4 separate regions of the Mus musculus genome follow, and regions 2, 3 and 4 are each linked to region 1. Evidence: chromatin contacts called from public HiChIP or PLAC-seq data. All regions are on one chromosome and are shown on one strand. Each heading gives the region's core, a stretch centred on a gene start, on an enhancer-like site or on the middle of the called end of the contact. The rest is flanking DNA. Distances are from core to core; before and after follow the strand shown.

Evidence for each region. HiChIP or PLAC-seq counts read pairs in DNA pulled down with a chosen protein or histone mark.
Region 2: a FOXA1 HiChIP or PLAC-seq map of pancreatic cancer cells shows a contact between it and region 1. The contact joins the enhancer-like site here to the promoter of Rps19bp1 in region 1. A contact is called at or near these places in 1 of 39 promoter capture datasets (hippocampal neurons) and 3 of 115 datasets of contacts at active chromatin or transcription factors (effector CD8 T cells, memory CD8 T cells and pancreatic cancer cells).
Region 3: an H3K27ac HiChIP or PLAC-seq map of T-cell acute lymphoblastic leukemia shows a contact between it and region 1, with 5 times the contacts expected there. The contact joins the enhancer-like site here to the promoter of Rps19bp1 in region 1. A contact is called at or near these places in 8 of 39 promoter capture datasets (the C10 cell line, HPC-7-derived erythroid cells, cranial neural crest and 4 more), 2 of 484 Hi-C or Micro-C datasets (cerebral cortex and nephron progenitors), 11 of 115 datasets of contacts at active chromatin or transcription factors (the SCID.adh cell line, T-cell acute lymphoblastic leukemia, bone marrow-derived macrophages and 7 more) and 2 of 9 other capture datasets (embryonic stem cells and pancreatic islet).
Region 4: a contact with region 1 is called in a CTCF HiChIP or PLAC-seq map of the NIH/3T3 cell line, with 13 read pairs. The contact joins the enhancer-like site here to the promoter of Rps19bp1 in region 1. A contact is called at or near these places in 2 of 39 promoter capture datasets (embryonic stem cells and stem cell-derived epiblast-like cells), 1 of 15 datasets of contacts at CTCF or cohesin (the NIH/3T3 cell line), 2 of 484 Hi-C or Micro-C datasets (embryonic stem cells and nephron progenitors) and 2 of 9 other capture datasets (embryonic stem cells and liver).

Annotation. Positions count from the first base shown.
Region 1 is chr15:80,262,159-80,266,474 of GRCm38.p6, reverse strand. Rps19bp1 (ribosomal protein S19 binding protein 1) reads left to right here and starts at 2,169. Exons shown (of 4, transcript NM_175109.3): 1 at 2,169-2,248; 2 at 2,358-2,492. The coding sequence starts at 2,197.
Region 2 is chr15:80,034,947-80,039,433 of GRCm38.p6, reverse strand. All of the region lies in intron 2 of Gm41361 (a long non-coding RNA gene), which reads right to left. Among named protein-coding and RNA genes, the nearest start is that of Gm41361, 5.2 kb to the right of the region's middle. Within about 2 kb of position 1,968, at least 36 of the 459 cell types and tissues checked have an H3K27ac peak or open chromatin away from gene starts, as enhancers often do. A contact at or near this core is called in pancreatic cancer cells, where this site is marked.
Region 3 is chr15:80,516,329-80,520,433 of GRCm38.p6, reverse strand. The region is part of intron 2 of Enthd1 (ENTH domain containing 1); the gene reads left to right. Among named protein-coding and RNA genes, the nearest start is that of Enthd1, 42 kb to the left of the region's middle. Within about 2 kb of position 2,288, at least 73 of the 459 cell types and tissues checked have an H3K27ac peak or open chromatin away from gene starts, as enhancers often do. A contact at or near this core is called in the SCID.adh cell line, T-cell acute lymphoblastic leukemia, bone marrow-derived macrophages and 4 more, where this site is marked.
Region 4 is chr15:80,411,794-80,416,213 of GRCm38.p6, reverse strand. No RefSeq gene overlaps it. Among named protein-coding and RNA genes, the nearest start is that of Gm41363, 13 kb to the right of the region's middle. Within about 2 kb of position 1,708, at least 24 of the 459 cell types and tissues checked have an H3K27ac peak or open chromatin away from gene starts, as enhancers often do. A contact at or near this core is called in the NIH/3T3 cell line, where this site is marked.

The DNA of each region.
Region 1 (4,316 bases), core at 920-3,419:
GTGGAGCAGGAAGCCAAAGAATGCTGTCCTGCAGCGCCACCTAATGATCACATGGTCGCAATGTGGACAGCCACACAGGAATTGATTTCCTTCCTCAAGAAATATTAGACAGACAATATACCTACCTCAGTGAATGGAGTTTATGCATGTGAAACACAACAGGAACTTGACTCTTGTTAGCATTTGTTATTAAAAGTGTCTCCCTTCTGGACTAGTTTAGTAGAGATTTGACAATGAGAGTTGTCCAGGGAGAATCACTGTTTCTTTGTGTCCACATTCTACAGTATCAGGTACGCAAACCCCTCAGTATCTGTTGGCCCAGTGAGTCCAGATGTCCATTTTCACTCCCCATTCACAGACCGGCTAGCGCTTCATGGCTCCCACATACCAGGTGCTGGTTACGAGTCTCCACAAGTGAAATAAACCAGGCAGGGTTTCTCCTCATTGCCAAAAAATAATAATTTCTTCTGGGTTAGGAGGTTAGAAAGCTTGTTTGGCACTCAAGAGTCTGCATTTGATCATCAGCACTGCAAAAACACACGAAAGTGACGAAAAAGAAACCTCTAGACTAGAGGTTCTCAACCTTTTTGGTGTCATACGCTCTTTTCACTCTTAAAAACTCAGGGCTGAAGAGAAGGCTCAAAATAACCAAGAGCACTAGATGCTCTTCCAGCAGACTTGGGGTCGTCTCACATCAGCCTGTAATTATGCTTACTTCTGGCCTCCACAGGCATGGGGTATACCTATGGTGCACAGACATACATGCAGGCAAAAATCCATATGTGTGTGTGTGTGTGTGTGTGTGTAATATATATAAATATATGTATACTTAAATTAAAAACAAAAACGAAGCCAGGTGGTGGTGGCACACGCTTTTAATCCCAGCACTTGGGAGGCAGAGGCAGGCTGATTTCTGAGTTCAAAGCCAGCCTGGTCTACAGAGTGAGTTCCAGGACAGTCAGGGCTGCACAGAGAAACCCTGTCTTGAGAGGGGGGGGGGGGAACTCATGTAACCAGAGAACATTTATGTGTAATATTTATCGATAGAATATTTACATCTATGTGTAATATTGATTGTAATATTTATTGATCTATCAGACTAAAAACTGACCTTTTTTTTTTCAATACTAGGGATTAAATCCAAGCATTCTACCGCCAAGCTATTAATACATCCTAGCTCTTCTTATTAATCTGTAACCCAGACTGGTCTAGAATTTGGAGTGTAGCTATGTGATATAAACTGACCTGAAACTTGCCACTCTCCTGCCTCGGCTTCCCAGGTGCTGGTATTCTAAGTGTTCTGGTATCACTGTGCCCAGCAGTATTTACTGTTTCGCCTGACAACCAACTCATTGCTTAATAACATAAACAGTATTTTGCAGCAAATAGCTGTATTTTTCAAAACAAAGCACTTTATTTTGCATGTTTGCAAATCTATTTCTTTGTTGGGGTTTTTTTTTTTTTTTGGTCTTTTGTTTGGTTTTTTCCTTTTGTTAGTTTTGGTTTGGTTTGTTTGTTTGTTTGTTTGTTTGTTTGTTTGAGACAGAGTCTTGCTATGTAGCCCAAGTTAGCCTGGAACTCAGAGCAACAATCTCTGTTCAATCTCCCAAGTATTGGGACTACAAAGTACGACACCTAACCTCCTTGGCTTTACTGATTCTCACACAGATTCTCACAGTGCACGGGACCGGTGTAATGCTTTGAAGGTCATGAAAACTGTCTAAGCCCGGCAAAGTGGCTTAGGTCTGTAAATCCGGCCCTTGGGCGGCAGAGAGAGAAGGATCAGGAGTTCAAAGTCATCCTCAGCTACAATCGAGTTCAAGGACAGCCTAGGCTAGATGTATCCTTGTCTAAAAAGAAAGTAGAAAGAATCACTTCTTTTGCAGGAACTCAGTCTATTCCACACTTGGCCCCTGGACAGAATTGACCAGTAAGGCTAGAAGTCGAGTCTGCCCGCCCACACAGCCTGGATCACCAGAGACCTGTTGCTTAGAAATTGAACAACTGTGGCTTCTGCGCTTTGGACACGCCCCTAGCTCCCCGCTCCTCCGGGGCTATAGGAAAGCCATTGAGCCTGCGTTCTAAGGCAGCACTTCCGCTCGCTGCGGAACCCTGAGCTCCTGCTCCAGTTTCTGCCGAGGAGCGAACACCGCCAGGGCGGAAGTAGCTCGCCGCGTGTGGGCGGGGCTCGGAAACATGTCGGCGGCGTTAGTGCGGCGCGGTTTGGAGCTTCTGGCGGCGTCCGAGGGTGAGGAGAGCAGGTCCTGCGACAGTCGCGCTGTGTAGGAGAGCCAGCCGGGCGGGTGGGGAGGGAGAGCGCGCCCTTCAACTCGGTCCTTCGCTGCCTTTCCCCGTAGCTCCCCGTGCGGTCCCGGGCCAGGTCCAGGCTAGCGGGACTCCGGCGAAGCGGACCCGGAGGGCGCGGGCCAAGGCCTCCCAGGCTCTGAAACTGCGGAACTCAGCGAAGGGAAAGGCGCCTAAGTCCGCTCTAGGTGAGTTGAGAAAGACTGTGAGCGCTTCTTAGAATTGGGGGCAGCGCCTTCGAGTCGGGAGTTCCAAACGTTCCCCGAGACTCCACAAGGAAAAGGCAAAATGAATGTTCAAATCGTGGGGGACAGGTTTCGAACCCAAGCAATCTAATTCCCAGGTCTGCCGCTGTCTGCTATGTGGCAGTTAACAGGATGAGAGAAAGAGGGAAAAGCCTGGGAGTGGTGACACACATCTGTCATCCCTGCACTTGAGAGGTGGAGGCAGGAGAATCAGAAGTTCTGTGTCTTTCCGTGGTGAGTTCAGGGCAAGACCTAATCGTGAAGGCAGATGAAACGCAAGACCCAGGCGCTTGTGAGCTCTAGCCGTGGTGGGGAGAGAAACATCAGAGAGTCTCTCTTAATTATTTATTTATTTATTTATTTGGCTTTTTGATACAGAGTTTCTCAGTATAGCCCTGGCTGTCCTGGAACTTACTCTGTAGACCAGGCTGGCCTCGAACTCAGAAATCTACCTGCCTCTGCCTCCCAAGTGCTAGGATTAAAGGCGTGCGCCACACGCTTACTCTGTAGACCAGCCATCAGAGAGTCTCAAAACTAACAAGCAGGGTTTTGCCAAGTGAGTGAGGCTTGTGAGGTGAAAGGCTCTGCAGTGCTCCGAGGAAGAATCAAACTAACAAGCCAAGGTGGAAGCAACGTTAAGGCATCTGAGAAGGTTTTAGCCAGAAAGGCTTGAGAATTTGGAAGAAGGCTAACGGGTAAGATGAGCAAGAGGCAAGATGGAGGACCCATCAGGGATAGAGGGCTGGCTCACTGGTTAAGAGCACTTGCTGCTTGCTCTTCCAGAGGACCTGGAGCCCCCCAGAAGCCCACAAAGCTGCTCACAGCCCACTGTAACTCCAGGTCTGGGGATTAGATACCCTCTTCTGATTCCACAGACGCTCACTTGGGGTGCACATACATACACTAAGGCACGCAACACACACACATTTATGAAATGAAGCACTCAGTCAACAGTTTACCCTTCTAAACTAACTAACTCGTTTGACCCTCACGGCAGCCCTGTGAGATGAGCAGATCTCTCCCCCACTTTACAGTTACAGAAACAGGCACCTGCCCAGGTGATAGAGGTGGAAGCCGGGCAAATTGTCCCCGTGCTGTTGCTCTTAATGTGCTCTGCTCAGGTGACAGTGCCTCCTTCCATCCCAGTAGGGACAGCAGAAGTGAGTTGATATCATTTACCAGTGAAGTGTCTGCAAAGCAGAAACCTTGTTTCCAGTAGAGCAGCTTAGGGGGTGTGGCACAGGTAGTAAGGCCTCCTTGAGAAGGGGCACAGGATGGTACGCATGTTGCTTTCTTCTTTGACTCCATGCCTCTGCTCTATAAAGGGAGTTGAGGTACTCGGGTTTCATTGTGTGTTTGTTTCTCCCAGTTTTGGAGGCGGGGGGGGGGGGGGGGAGTTATTTTGGCTCGGGCAGGCCTGGACCTCACTGTATAGCACAGGCTAGCCATGATATAGCACAGGCTAGCCACGACCTTAAATCAGCCTTCCTGCTTCAGCCTCCTAAGCACTGGATGATAGGCACACACCACTGCACCCAGCCTGGGAGTCCTTGTTAAAAGCTATGTCGTTCAAGAGGAAACACTATGAACAGAGGTGGAGCTAGGAGGCATGCACAGACACTAGTGGTTTGCACGAGTTCATGTCAAGGTGCCTCCCTCCCTGCCCAGTTATCCCAATAACTGGAGGACAGGAGTGGGGTTCCCTTCACTCCTGTCCTGAGGTAAGCACTCCTCAAGACACAGGACTAACCTCCCATCCCCAACCCT
Region 2 (4,487 bases), core at 719-3,218, 230 kb after region 1:
AAAAGATTTATTCTTATTTTTTTCATTAAGAAATTATCTTTTATGATCTTTGGTGTTTTGCCTGTGTGAAGGTGTCAGACCCCTGTAACTGGAGTTATAGATAGATGTAAGTGACCATGTTGATGCTAACTAGGAATTGAACCCAGGTCCTCTGGAAAAGCAGCCAGGGTTCTTAACTCCTGAGCCATCCCTCAAGCCCCATATATATTCTTATTTTATATGTACGGGTATTTCACTGGCATGTCTGTGTATTGCATGGGTGTAGTGCCTGTAGAAATCAGAAGAGGGCGCTGCATTCCCTTGGAACCATGGTTGTAAGCTGTCTTGTGGGTGCTGGGAATTGAACTCAGGTCCTGTAGAAGAGCAGTGTCGCAAGCATGAAGATAGATTCACGTAACTAGTATAACAAAATTTATATTTTATTATCACAAATGTTCACACTCTAAATTACTAACTTTGGTCCTTAGCCTATCTTCTCAAGGCTGCTCACCTGTGACATATCTTAGCTGAAAATTAGGTCCAGTCTCTAATGGAAGTCTCTGATTTGAGGGTCCGGATCCTGGGGGGAGCAGATCAAGGTGGCATCTCTCCAGATGTGCAGAGCAGAGCATGGTTCTTGTCCTTGCTTAAATACTGTCCAGTGGGCATCATGGTATTCAAGAACTGTGTCTGGTTATCTTGAGTGAGTGATATCACTGAGTTCTGGTTATCGGGTGTGCCTTGCGTGTAGTGGAGATCCTGACTAAGCTATTTTTACATGTCTAAAAGGCATTTTTTTAAACCATGCTCATTATAAACAGTAACCACTCAAGCCCCCTATATATTCTTATTAAGCTTTCTCTCTAGCCCCTTCCTTTTTGTTTGTTTGTTGTTTGTTTTTTGAGACAGGATTTTTCTGTATATCCCTGACTGTCTTGATACTTACTCTGTAGATCAGGCTGGCCTTGGAACTCCTGGCGATCCACCTGCCTCAGCCTCCTGTGTGCTGGAATCAAAAGTGTGTGCTACATTACTGCTCAGTTTCCATCAAGTTTTGTTTTGTTTGTTTGTTTGTTTGTTTTGGAACTCATTCTGTAGACCAGGCTGGCCTCAAACTCAGAGATCTGCCTGCCTCTGCCTCCCAAGTGTTGGGTGGGATTAAAGGCGTGCGCCAGCCACCACTGCCTGGTTTCCATCAAGTTTTAAAGCAAGTCTATGTTACTTCTGCCTGCCTACTCTCCTGGGGAGGCATGCAAATGAGATGGTGAGCCACAAAACACCTTGATTTGCATATAACCAAATTTCAGGTCCAGTGTCTTCTGGGCCTTCCTTCTGCTCATGCCCTTTCTTCTCTCCCTTCTTTTCTATGGTCAGGTCCCTGAAGTATCCTGGAGTCTAAACCTGTGCCTGGTTTCCCCTTATGCATCAGAATGAGAGACTGAGCAGAATGAGAGTGAACAGGGTGAGATTGACTGGAGGAGACAAATGAGCTGCAGAAGAAGAAGTGGAACAGCTCTGCCCACAGTCCAAGCTGCCGCAGGCACTCTGGCCACCTCTGGGTTGAGCAGGCATGGATGGCCAGGTCCTCTGGGAGGCTATTGGGCCAAGGGTTCCAGGGCACACATGAGTCACCAACCCAGGAATTCCATTCCAGCTAAGGAGCTAGCCCTAGCTGTGGAAAACAGGACACTTTCCATACAAAGATACCAATCACACACGGCTCATTATCTGTCACTCCCCCAAACTGGAAATAATGGAGGTGTCCATCAACAAGGGAACGGCTAAGTCAACCATGGAACTTTCACTTGATAAAATATTAGGCAGCCAATAGAAATGAGGTTCTGAGACAGGGAAAGGAAGCCAGGCCGGAGGTAAAATCGCCCAAAAAAGAGCCTGGGATAAAAATGGCGGGCCAGAAAAGCAGGATACTACTGTGGGCTCCTCCCCCCTTTAATATACAGTGTGATCTCAGCTGTGCTTTTTTAAAACAGTCGTCAAACAGAACACTATGGACGGAAATACATCAAGCCCTAACAATGACTGAGCCCGGGGGTGGGGCTATGGGTGGTGAGCTTTCTTCCTTATTTTGACTTTTCTGCATTTTTCAGAGTTTCCCAAGCACCCATGTATCATGCCTTTTATAGTCAAATTAAAAACGAGAATTTAGACTTTGGGGGTGAGCAACCACGATCTGCCCAGGTGCTAGGGGAACTGGCATCCGGGGGCCCAGTTCTGGGTTTGGAGGTGGCCCAAGGCTCAGAATCAGAACAGCCTTTGTGTTCCTGGACAAGTGCTTTGTGACTCAGTAGTCATTTCTGCCCAATGGGTTAGGGCAAAGAACAGGATGAGAGAGTGGCCTAAATAGTGTCGTTATTGTGTTCTCTAGAAGAGCTATTCTGCCACCAGACACTCAGAACGATGTCAGTGTCTCGCCAGGGAGTCCTAGGAGGTGGAAATGGGGTAGCTTCCAGAATCACATCCTGGGGGCGCTGGGAGGGAGTTGAGGCACACAGTCAGGAATCAGAATCCTGGTTTCTCCTTTACATCTGTGTGACCTTAGGTGAGAGTAACTTAACGTCCCTGTTCCTCGGTGTCCCTGCTCTGAAGGCTTTGCACTGAGGACTGTGGGTCCATAAATGCTCTAAGTGTCCCCATGCCCTTGTAGTCAGGGACAAGGGTACAAGAGGCTGTTCTTTGCACTGGTGTCGCTGACACCTCTCCTGTCTATTCTACATTGTTTCCAGCCCTGTCCCTGGAGTAGAGTGTGTGTGTGCAAGGCTGTCCCCAGGGCTCTAGAGGCTCACACCACTGAGAACTTTTGTCCTCGGAGTCCCTCTCAGTTCTCAGTGATACAATCTGCTTGCAGAAGGTGGGCATGAGGGCAGAGTGGAGGCTGCCTCTGGGTAGCAGTGTGGATGTCCACAGAGACCCTGTGTACAGACAGGCCACACACATCCTGAACAAGCATGCTCTCAGCTAGCGATGCCTGTCACTGCCACACTGCCAACGTGTCTTCCTGCACTTCCAGACACTGTAGAAACCTCAGAACAGCAGCCTGGGATACAGCCAGTCTGCTGCTCTGCTGCAGTTATTAGGTACAGGCATGTCTGATTCCTGAACACACACACACTCATACATCATACATATATTCCACACACATACATATCATACCCCCTATTCATATACACACACAAACACCCCCTTATACAAACCCATTCATACAAACAAACACACATACAACACACATACACACAATCCCCCCACATATACAAACACATACATCACACACACATATACACACACCACATAAACACACGTGCCACACATATATACACCACACACACATACACACAATCATACCACATACACCCCACACACATATACACACACATACCATACACATACACCATACATACACCACACACATACACACCACACACACATACACACATATACCACACACCCACATACAACCTACCCCCTCACACCATCCCCCCCACATACACAACTTACACACACACACACACACACACACACACACACACACACACACACACACACCCCTAAGACTTAACTTTGACTCCTGTGTGATAGTGTTTCTGTTGCATCATCCCATAAACACTCGGGAATCCTTGAGATAGACACTAAGGCTCAGCCCATTCAGCCATAGAAACAAGCTCAGAGATATTAAAGTAAATCATATGACATCACACAGCTGACAGTGACCAAGGCCAGGCTTTGACCCAGGCTGTGCGCTCCACATCCAACCTTGGGGCTTGTGCTTTGAGAGCTGAGACTCTTCTAACTTCTCTGTTCTCATAAAGCCCAAGGCTTCCCAAGGTCCCTGCAGATTAATGTGGGGGCCCAGCGTGGCTCTAGACTCCTAAATTAGGGAAGGAGCTCTTTGCCCATGAACATGAGCGCAGTCAACTATCAGGGGGACCCTGGTTTCTTGTTCTGACACAGTGCCCAATCCGTTCATGTCCGTCCATCAAGATGCTTCTCAGAGACCAGTCCTGTGCCAGTCCTTGGGGGATAGACATTAAGACTCACCCTCTGTTCCTACCCCAGGATGACCAGGGCACAGAACAGGTCTGATTAGCCAGAGAAGGGCAGGAGGGACACTGTAGGCTGGGTGAGTCCTAAGCTCTGTGTTGTGAGTCCTAAGCTCCTAGGAAGCTGTGAACAACAAAAGAGAGAGGGAGCTGCAGGGACAGTGGCTGCTGGGGTCCCCACACCTCTCTGGAAGGATGGATGAGGCCACCCAGGGCACCATCTAGGAAAGGATGTAGCTGCTGCCTTCCCACCCACAAAGGGAAGGGGAAATCCAGGCTAGAGTGAGAGGTAGGTGGGGCCAAAGGTCACACAGTGGGGAGGGAATTGGGAAGCAGGCAGTACCCTGGCTTGTCTGACACATCCCCTGCCACTGACCTCCTTGCTCACTTCCCCCTTGTCCTCTTCTTTAATGAGCAAACTGTCCCCACCACTGGGCCTCTGTATTTGCTCCT
Region 3 (4,105 bases), core at 1,039-3,538, 250 kb before region 1:
GAGAGGCCCATTGGACATGCAAACTTTATATGCCCCAGTACAGGGGAACGCCAGGGCCAAAAAGTGGGAATGGGTGGGTAGGGGAGTGGGGGGAGGGTATGGGGGACTTTTGGGCTAGCATTGGAAATGTAATTGAGGAAAATACATAATAAAAAATTAAATAAAAAAGATTATGATGAAAGTGAAAGTTTTTTTTTTTTTTTTAAGAGTAGAACAGAGATCAGTTGCTTGAAGCTACTCAAGTGTGCCAATGCTCCAAGAAGAGGAAATTGAGCAGAGCGTGGCGGCTCATTTGCAATCCTTATATGCAAGAGGCTGAGGCAGAAGGTTTGCTGTGAGTTTGAAGCCAGCTTGGGCCACACAGTGAGAGAAACTGGAGTCAAGATTCCAAATGTGTGAGTCTGCAAAATTACAAAGAAGACTCCATCGGCGTGAAGCTGCTTTTCAATCTCCTGCTTCTTCAGTGGTCCACTGAATCCAGTCCTTCCATTCTCTTCTGTCCGCTCCCTTTCTCTCTTCCTTTTTGTTTTTTGTTTTTTGTTTTTTTTTTCAAGACAGGGTTTCTCTGTGTAGTCCTGGCTGTCCTGGAACTCACTCTGTAGACCAGGCTGGCCTCAAACTCAGAAATCCACCTGCCTCTGCCTCCCAAGTGCTGGGATTAAAGGCGTGCGCCACCACTGCCCAGCTTCTCTCTTCCTTTCTTATGTTCATGTGTGAACCTATATGCGTGAAGATGAGTGTATGTAGAAGCCATAGGTCAATTTTGGATAATTTTCTCAATTACTGTCTACCTTACTTTTTGAGATGTGGTTTCTCACTGAGCATAGACTGCAGTGGTTCAGTGAGGTTAGGTGACCAGGGAGCTGCAGGGACCTTCCCATTTCTCCCCTCCCTAACTCTGGGATTTCTAAGTGCACAAGCTGCACCTGGCTTTTATGTGGGCCATGGCCATCCCAACTCAGGTCCTCGTGTTTACACAGCAAGTCCTTTACCAACTGAGCCATCTCTCTATCACCTGGGTGTTTTCTGAAAACTTAAAACAAAACAAGAAACAACCTAGCCTCAATTGTGTTGCCCAGGAAGGCCTCCGAGCTGGACCTGAGCGCTCCTCCTGCCCCAGCCTCCCTAAACTACAGTATATTCCACCATCCTGGTTCTGACGAGTACTTCAAAGTAATCGATACACCTTTGCTGACATCACCACCGAGAGGACCCTGCTGATCTACGGTGACAGCTGGGGGAGCAGTGGGGTGGTTTGGATGTGTGCGTTTACAGGGCATCTCAATGCCAGAGCCACAGTTGCGCTGATAGTGTCTTGTAGTCAGAGCTCGGTATCTCATCTAAGAGCTATCACGGGGCCCATCAGTTCTGCTTCGAGGTATTATCTGGGCTCTGCAGGCTCAGTGGGATCTCCATCTCTCCAGATAGTCTCTAGGGAGTTCCACAGCTGCAGTGCTGAGCAACTCAGCAACCAGTGAGTCCCTGGCATCACTTCCTGTCCCCTCTCCACACTTTCCTCAGAGGCTCCTTAGTCACAGCCCCATCCTCCATGGCTCATGGTTCCACAGCCTTAGTTGCTGGATTGTGATGGTGCCAGAGGGGCTTCATTTCTTCTGAGGAACCAAATGTGTGCACTCACCTCTTCCTTAACTTGTGGGAGTCTAGAGCACATGTTGCTTAGTCATGAAGTCTGATGAGGCACACTCACACTCACTTCCAGTATTGTGCGATCTGATATCGAGGGAGGAAGACCACGAATGTCTGTGGGCTTTCTGCAGCTTGACTGCCGTTCTTCATGCCCACAGGTAGCCTCGTAGTATTTTAACCAGCGTGCTGCCTCATTTTAACTTGATCTGGCCTAGAATCACCTAGGAAGAGTCTCGGTGAGGAATTTTCTAGATCAGGGTGGCCAATGGGCCTGTCTGTGAAGGACTGTCTGTCTTCATTGTTAATTGAGGTGGGCAGACCCACCCTTAATGTGGATGGGGCCATGGCCTGAATCGGGTTCTGAGCTGTGTGAGAGTGGAAAAAGCTCACTGTGCACAGGCAAGCAAGCCAGCCAGCAGCACAAGAGACTTCATTTCTCTGCTCTCCACTATGGCTGGGCTGTGACTAGCTGCTGCAGTTTCTGCCTTGTAAGCCAAATAACCCTTTCTTGTCTCTCCTCTCCCCCGCAGCCCCCCTCCCTCGGTCGCAGCAACAGAAGTGAAATGTGATTCTGGGCCAGAACACATCCGTGCTGCGTGCTGCTCTCATGAGTTCCTCAGAAGGGAATTAATCTACCCCCGTGCTGTCTGTCAAGCCCGACCCATGGCATTTCAGAGATAATTCTACTGCTGAGTACTGAAGGAGCAGTTACAGTTTCTGATTAAACCTCAGGAAAGCAGATAGATGACAGAAGTCCCGAGTCCCCGCTGTTTGCCAGGATTAATTAGAAAATCTCTAAGTCAGAAATAAGTCCGTTTTAATTACTCATTTTCATGTAAGTTTACAACAAAATGGAAAACTACAAACATACATGAAAGGTTCTCATTACCTCTTCAGGATCTGGCACCTACTGTCCCTGTGCCTCTGCCAGAAATGATTTCTGTCCTGTTTATTGGGATTCGCACCACCCGTCAAAGCCCCTGGTGTTATAGTTAGTTCTTTCCCAGAAGCCTGTCTGTTCGAGGAGCTTAACTTCCTACCAGGCCCTGGGCTTGTTGAAGGGAGAGCCCGTCTCATGCCGACCTATTGCTTCTAAGACATTTTCATGTATAATGTTAGACTTATGAACTTCTTCACAAAGTTTTGGGTTAAAATGTGGAATTTTATAAGAGGGAATAAACATAAAGTCTAGTATGTTATAAATATTATAAATATAGACATAAAAAGAAAACAAATCTGGCATGGTGGTACATACCAGTAATCCCAGCTACTTAGGAGGCTGAGGTAAGGCTATCATGAGTTCAAGGTCAGCCTGAAGTACATAGTAGGACTCCCAAAATAGAGAGTCCTTGCCTAGCATTCATATAATATCTGGTTCAATTCCCCATTACTGGAAAAAAAAAAGAAGAGAAGAAGAAAATGATACCACATGTATGTTCTCAGTGATTTTTATTTTTAATTAAGTGTGTCTCTGTTTGTGTGTGTCTCTGTGTGGGTTTGTGCGCATGAGTGAGAGCTCGTGGGACTTACAAGAGGGCATCAGATGCCCCTGGAGCTGGGGTTACAGCTGATTTCAGATGTGTGTCACCTGATGTGGGTGCTGGCAACCAAGTTCAGTTCTTCAGCAGTAGCAGTGCATGCTCTGGCCACTGACCACACCCACCTCTCTCACATCTTAAGGGGCATAAGTACCATTAGAATTGAGACTTGCAGCACATCACTGGAGGGAAACATAGGGTCCTTATCTATGGAAACTGTCATTCCTTTCTCTTGCTAAGGTCGGATTTGGTTTCACATCTCTCACAGAGTCTTACCTTTATATGTAGTGTTTGCATGTGTGAAAGTCTCCTCAAAATATCAAATATGTGCAAAAAGTGTGCTTTGGAAGAAGAATCCCACTGTAGAGCCCAGGCTGACTTCATACTTAACCGTCCCTCTGTCCCCAGTGCTGGGCTTACACACATGCAGCCTCTGTGCCAGGCTGGACTGACTTCCAGCACACAGCCTATCAAAGCCCTTGGATTCATATATTCTTAGAAGTACTTATCACACATAAAGAATCCAACGTAACTGGAAACACATGCTTTTATGAGCTAAGCACAGCCATTACCCACATCTGAGTACCATCCACTGCTCGCTGTAAGCACCATACAATGTCTATTTTATTTCATGGTTTTTGTACACATAAATGCTTTAAAAACCTGTTCATATAAATCAAAGCCAGAAGTAGAAGGTACTGTACTGCAGCACTGTCAATCAGTCCTGTGCTTTCCTTCTAAGTAACGTGCCAACAATTATCTAGTGACTTATTAGAGAAATATTTCCTATCTCTTGTCAGCTATAACGTGATGAAGTCTTTCATGTTTTTGAAAGCAAAGAGTTGAGAACACATTGTTTGGGGAAAGATTTTTTTAAAACAGTCATTAGGAGTAATTTATTTTTTTAGCTTCTGGGAATA
Region 4 (4,420 bases), core at 459-2,958, 150 kb before region 1:
GCTCCAGATGAGCTATAGTTCTGCCTCCATCCCGTAGTATCCCATAGGGAAGCAAGTGTCCTGGATCCACCAGAAGTTTGGCCAGACGACTGGTCTTGGGGAAGTTGGCCTGTCACCAGCTGCCCCAGTGCAACAGAAAACACAGGGCTTCAGGAAGAGCCCAACTGGCTCACAATGAGTGTCCCTGAGAGCACTGTACAGGCCGGACACTAATGGTCATTCAGCAGCCACAACACAAAGGTCCCAAATAACAATGTCACCGACCAGTCAAAGGGCTACAGCCACAGGAGCAGACACCGTGCCTCCAACCAGTATACTGCTTCCCACAACATCTGTGAGGCAGGGGGATCAAATCCTACGTTGGAGCAGCCGACAGATAGTTGGTAGGTAGTTAGTAGGCTAACAGAGGACTTCAAAATCATCCATCCTGGGCAGAGACTCTTTGGATTGGAAGCTGAATGTATTGGGGGGCCTCTGTGAAGGTCAGCACATGCTGGAGCTGCAGGATGGCTTCAGGTCCCCTGACAACTTAATCAGGACTCAATCCATTTTTCTCATTATGGGCTAGACTCCTAGTCCATCCTTCAAACTAATGAGAAATCTTGTTTGGGTGTGTTGGGCAGCTTCTGCCTCCTCCTGATTTTATATTACTACTACTACTATCATCATCATCATCATCATCATCATCATTATTTTCTCCAATATTATTACTTTCTTCCAGTAGCCCTGCAGCTAAACATTTCACCCTGTATCTGTTCAGAGCCAGAAGGTCACCCTGAGAAGTAAGACTCTTACAACAGTGCTTGTGGGGCCTGGCAGACAGGCACGGAGGCAGGGTGAACCTTCTGCTTTGGCTGTCGATGCTCATCCAGTCTGTCACACCCCACCTTCCACAGGGAATTAAAAGCTGACAAATGAGTTGGTGCCCCGGCAGCTGCTCTCTGCCATCCAGAAAGAAGCCAAGTACAGAGCAAGGCTGAGACAAGTAGGCACCTAAGTGTGGGGACGGGCCTTCTGGGCAGACTGGGATAACACTGACATTGTGTAGGGCTGGGCTTTCCACAAGGAGCTCAGCATCCTTGGTTTGTAGCCCAGGGACCTTGAAAGGACTGAGGGGCAGAGGTGGGGGGGGGAACCATACCCATGCTGGTTCTCATAAGGCAAGAGGCACATGTGACCGTCACCTAAGGGCACTGACTGTCTAGAAGCCCATCCATATAGGCAGAAGGCTGTAGGGAAGGTTTTCCTCTTCCCAAATGAGGCTGGGATCATGGGTGAAGCAATTCACACAAGGTCTCATGACTGACCACAAGGCAGCTAATCCAGGCAGATCTGCCTCTCTCCTGGTGAGGTCTGCACCCCACCTCCCAAAGTTTGGGGAGCAGCAGCAGATGGATGTGAGAATGGGCCCTGGAGTCAGATCTGCCAGGGCTCAAGCCCACGTAGCAGCCACATAGTTCGTCTTGGACAGGCCTCCTTTCTCTCTTCGAAGACTCACTTCTGTCTCCCAAGGCATCCCACGCCCAAGTAAACACCCAGTCAACATGGACTGCACAGCAGGGCATGAGCGAGGGGGGCATACCCTGCAGCCCACACATCCCAGGGTCCCAAATCTCCTGGGAAGATACCTCAACCAGCACAGCCCACATACACGGGCTGGGCATTGAATCAGAACTGAGTCACAGCCATTTCCTCCAGGCAGGAACTGGCTTTGGCACGCATGGCCCAATTACTCAGAGATGTATGGAACCCTGTCGGGGCTGGGGGTGGTATCTGAACCCAAGGAAGGCACAAGCACCGTGCCGGCGGGCCATTAGTTTAGGAAAGTTCAACTATCCGTTCATGGTGGCTGCAGTCAGTTCCAAGATATCCTCCGCTCCCCTACGAATGGTCTGGATTCCTCAGTTCCAGAATGTATCTCAGACATCTCACAAAATGCTTTCCATGAATACAGCAAAGTGGCCAGGGAAGCTCTCCTAGCCTTCTGGCGCTTTGCCCACTGGGCATGCGCCAAGCAGGAAGCAGGTCAGTCCCCTGTAGTTGTTTGTTTAGGGCTTCCTCGAAGGACTTCTAAGCAGAATGCTGAGCTCTGAGATGGGCCTGCATGGTGCCTGCATTTCCCCCTCCTTAACATTCACTTGAGCCCCAGGTGGTCTCTGTCGTGGGTGCTCATGCCCACGGTTCCCTCCCACAGGATCCAGATTAAGGCCGATCACCAAGGATAGATGAGACTCAAGCCACACTGGCAGCTTTCCTCCCACCATGCCTGTCAATCTTGAGAGCCATCATGGCCTCCACCCACAGATAGCCTCAGGTGTTCCCACCAATGGGGCTGCAGACTGAGCCTGGCCCATTTCAGGATTCAGTGAGAAGAGGACAACTCCAGGACCAGCCGAGGCGGCAGATAGCACTGTTGGGAGAGCTTGATTCTGCCTCATCTATGGGCTTCCCATGCCTGATCCATCAGCATCCATGATCCAAGAAGGCAAGCCCTGCTCCTGCTGTGGGAGACACTGCGATCCCTCACGGGCTTCAGAGACAAAGTACCTTCCTGGTATTCAGCCCTGTTTCAAACCATTATTCCTCATTACTCCACTGCACTCCTCGGCAAGCGTCTCCCTCCTCCACCTTCATGCCCTTCAAAGGACTACAACAAGACTCATTTCTTGGCTAAGGGACAGACCATCCATCTTTTTAATCTGCCCTCATAAATCAACCACCTGAGCACCCCAGGCTGCCCACCTCTACTACCCTGGAACTCTCAAATCCTCTGGATATCTCTTAGGGATGCCCCCAGGTCCCAGCTCTTTGACTGGGGAGGGAGGTAGCCATATCCCCGGATCACCCAGCAAGCTTCTCTACCAGGGCCTATCTCGAATGAGGGGTGGAGGGGCCTGGCAGATGCCTCTACAGGAGGCTTGCCAGCAGCCACAGCAGCTGCTTCTGCTGTCAGCAGGGCCTTCTCCTGGAACAGGATGTCTTAAGCTTGTTGGGATCAATTGCCCATGGTGTTCTGATTACGGCCTCTGCCAGGTGGCTGACAGCTTCAACAGAGAGGCGAAAGGACTTTGTTGGGACCCTGAACAGATCCAAGAAATGAGGGTTTGGAGTGGAAAATAGAGGAGGAAGAGATGGGGTCTGAAGGACACGGGAGAAGCTCAAAGATGTTTTACTGGTCCCTTGACTGGATCTTTAGGAAAAGCCCAAAACAAAGGGCAGCAGGACCATGCAGAGTCAGCGCCGGCTTGGCTTTTGGTGGGCATCAGGAGGTTACTAAAAGGCTGCAAAATTTTCCAACTGAAGAAGAGGAGAGGGGCTGACTAGGAAAGAAGAAAGGGGGTGCATGCATACACATGTGTGTGTTTGTGTGTGTGTGCATATGCATACATGTGTTTATGTGTATGTGTGCATGTGTGCATGCACATGCATGCATGTGTTTATGTGTTTGTGTGTGTGCATGCATATTCATGCATGTGTATGGGTATACATGTGTATGTGTATGTTCATGCATATGCAAACATGTGCATGTGTACACATGTGTGTGTGTGCATACAAATGAATGTATGTGCATGCATATGTGTATATGTAATTTCCTTGTAGATGGAGAAGCCCAGAAGTGCCTTAAACTTCTATCTCCAACCATAGTCTCTTTAAGATTTATAAGACAGGAGCTGAGGAGGTGACTCAGTTAGTCAAGTGTTTGCCGCACAAGTGTGAAGACCTGACTTCAGCCCCGGGCACCCATGCAAGAGTCCAGGTGCAGAGATGAGTGCCTGCAACAACAATTCTGGGAAGGTGATGACAGGAAGAGCTCTGAGCTCGAAGGCCAGCCACTCTTGCCATATTGATGGACTCCAGCTTCATTTGAGAGATGCTATCTTCAAAAATAAGGTAAAAGACTGGGTGCTGTAACATACATTTTTAAACCCACCATGTGGAGGCAGAGGCAGAGGGATCTCTGAGCTTAAGGCCAGCCAAAGCTATGTATTGAGATTCTATCTAACAAAAGAAGAGGAGGAGGAGGAAGACAAAGAAGACGAGGAAGTAGAGGAAGAGGAGGAGGAGGAGGAAGAGAAGAAGTAGGAGGAGGAAGAGGAGGAGGAAGAGGAGAAAGTGATGGAGGAGGAAGATAGGTAGAGAGAAATTGAGATATATACTAGAAGTCAGCTTCTGGCTTTCACATGTGCACATGCACACATGCGCACATGCACATTACACACACATACACAGAGAGAGAGAGAGAGAGAGAGAGAGAGAGAGAGAGAGAGAGAGAGAGAGAGAGAATTAACAAATATAAAAATCCACAATGAAACCAGGGATGCTGCTCTCTTTCGACAATTCCATGGGCATGGAGAGGTCAGCTCTTGCTCCCTGCTTGTGTCTGACTCTTAGAAATGCCTTTTACTTCCTTGAAAACTTA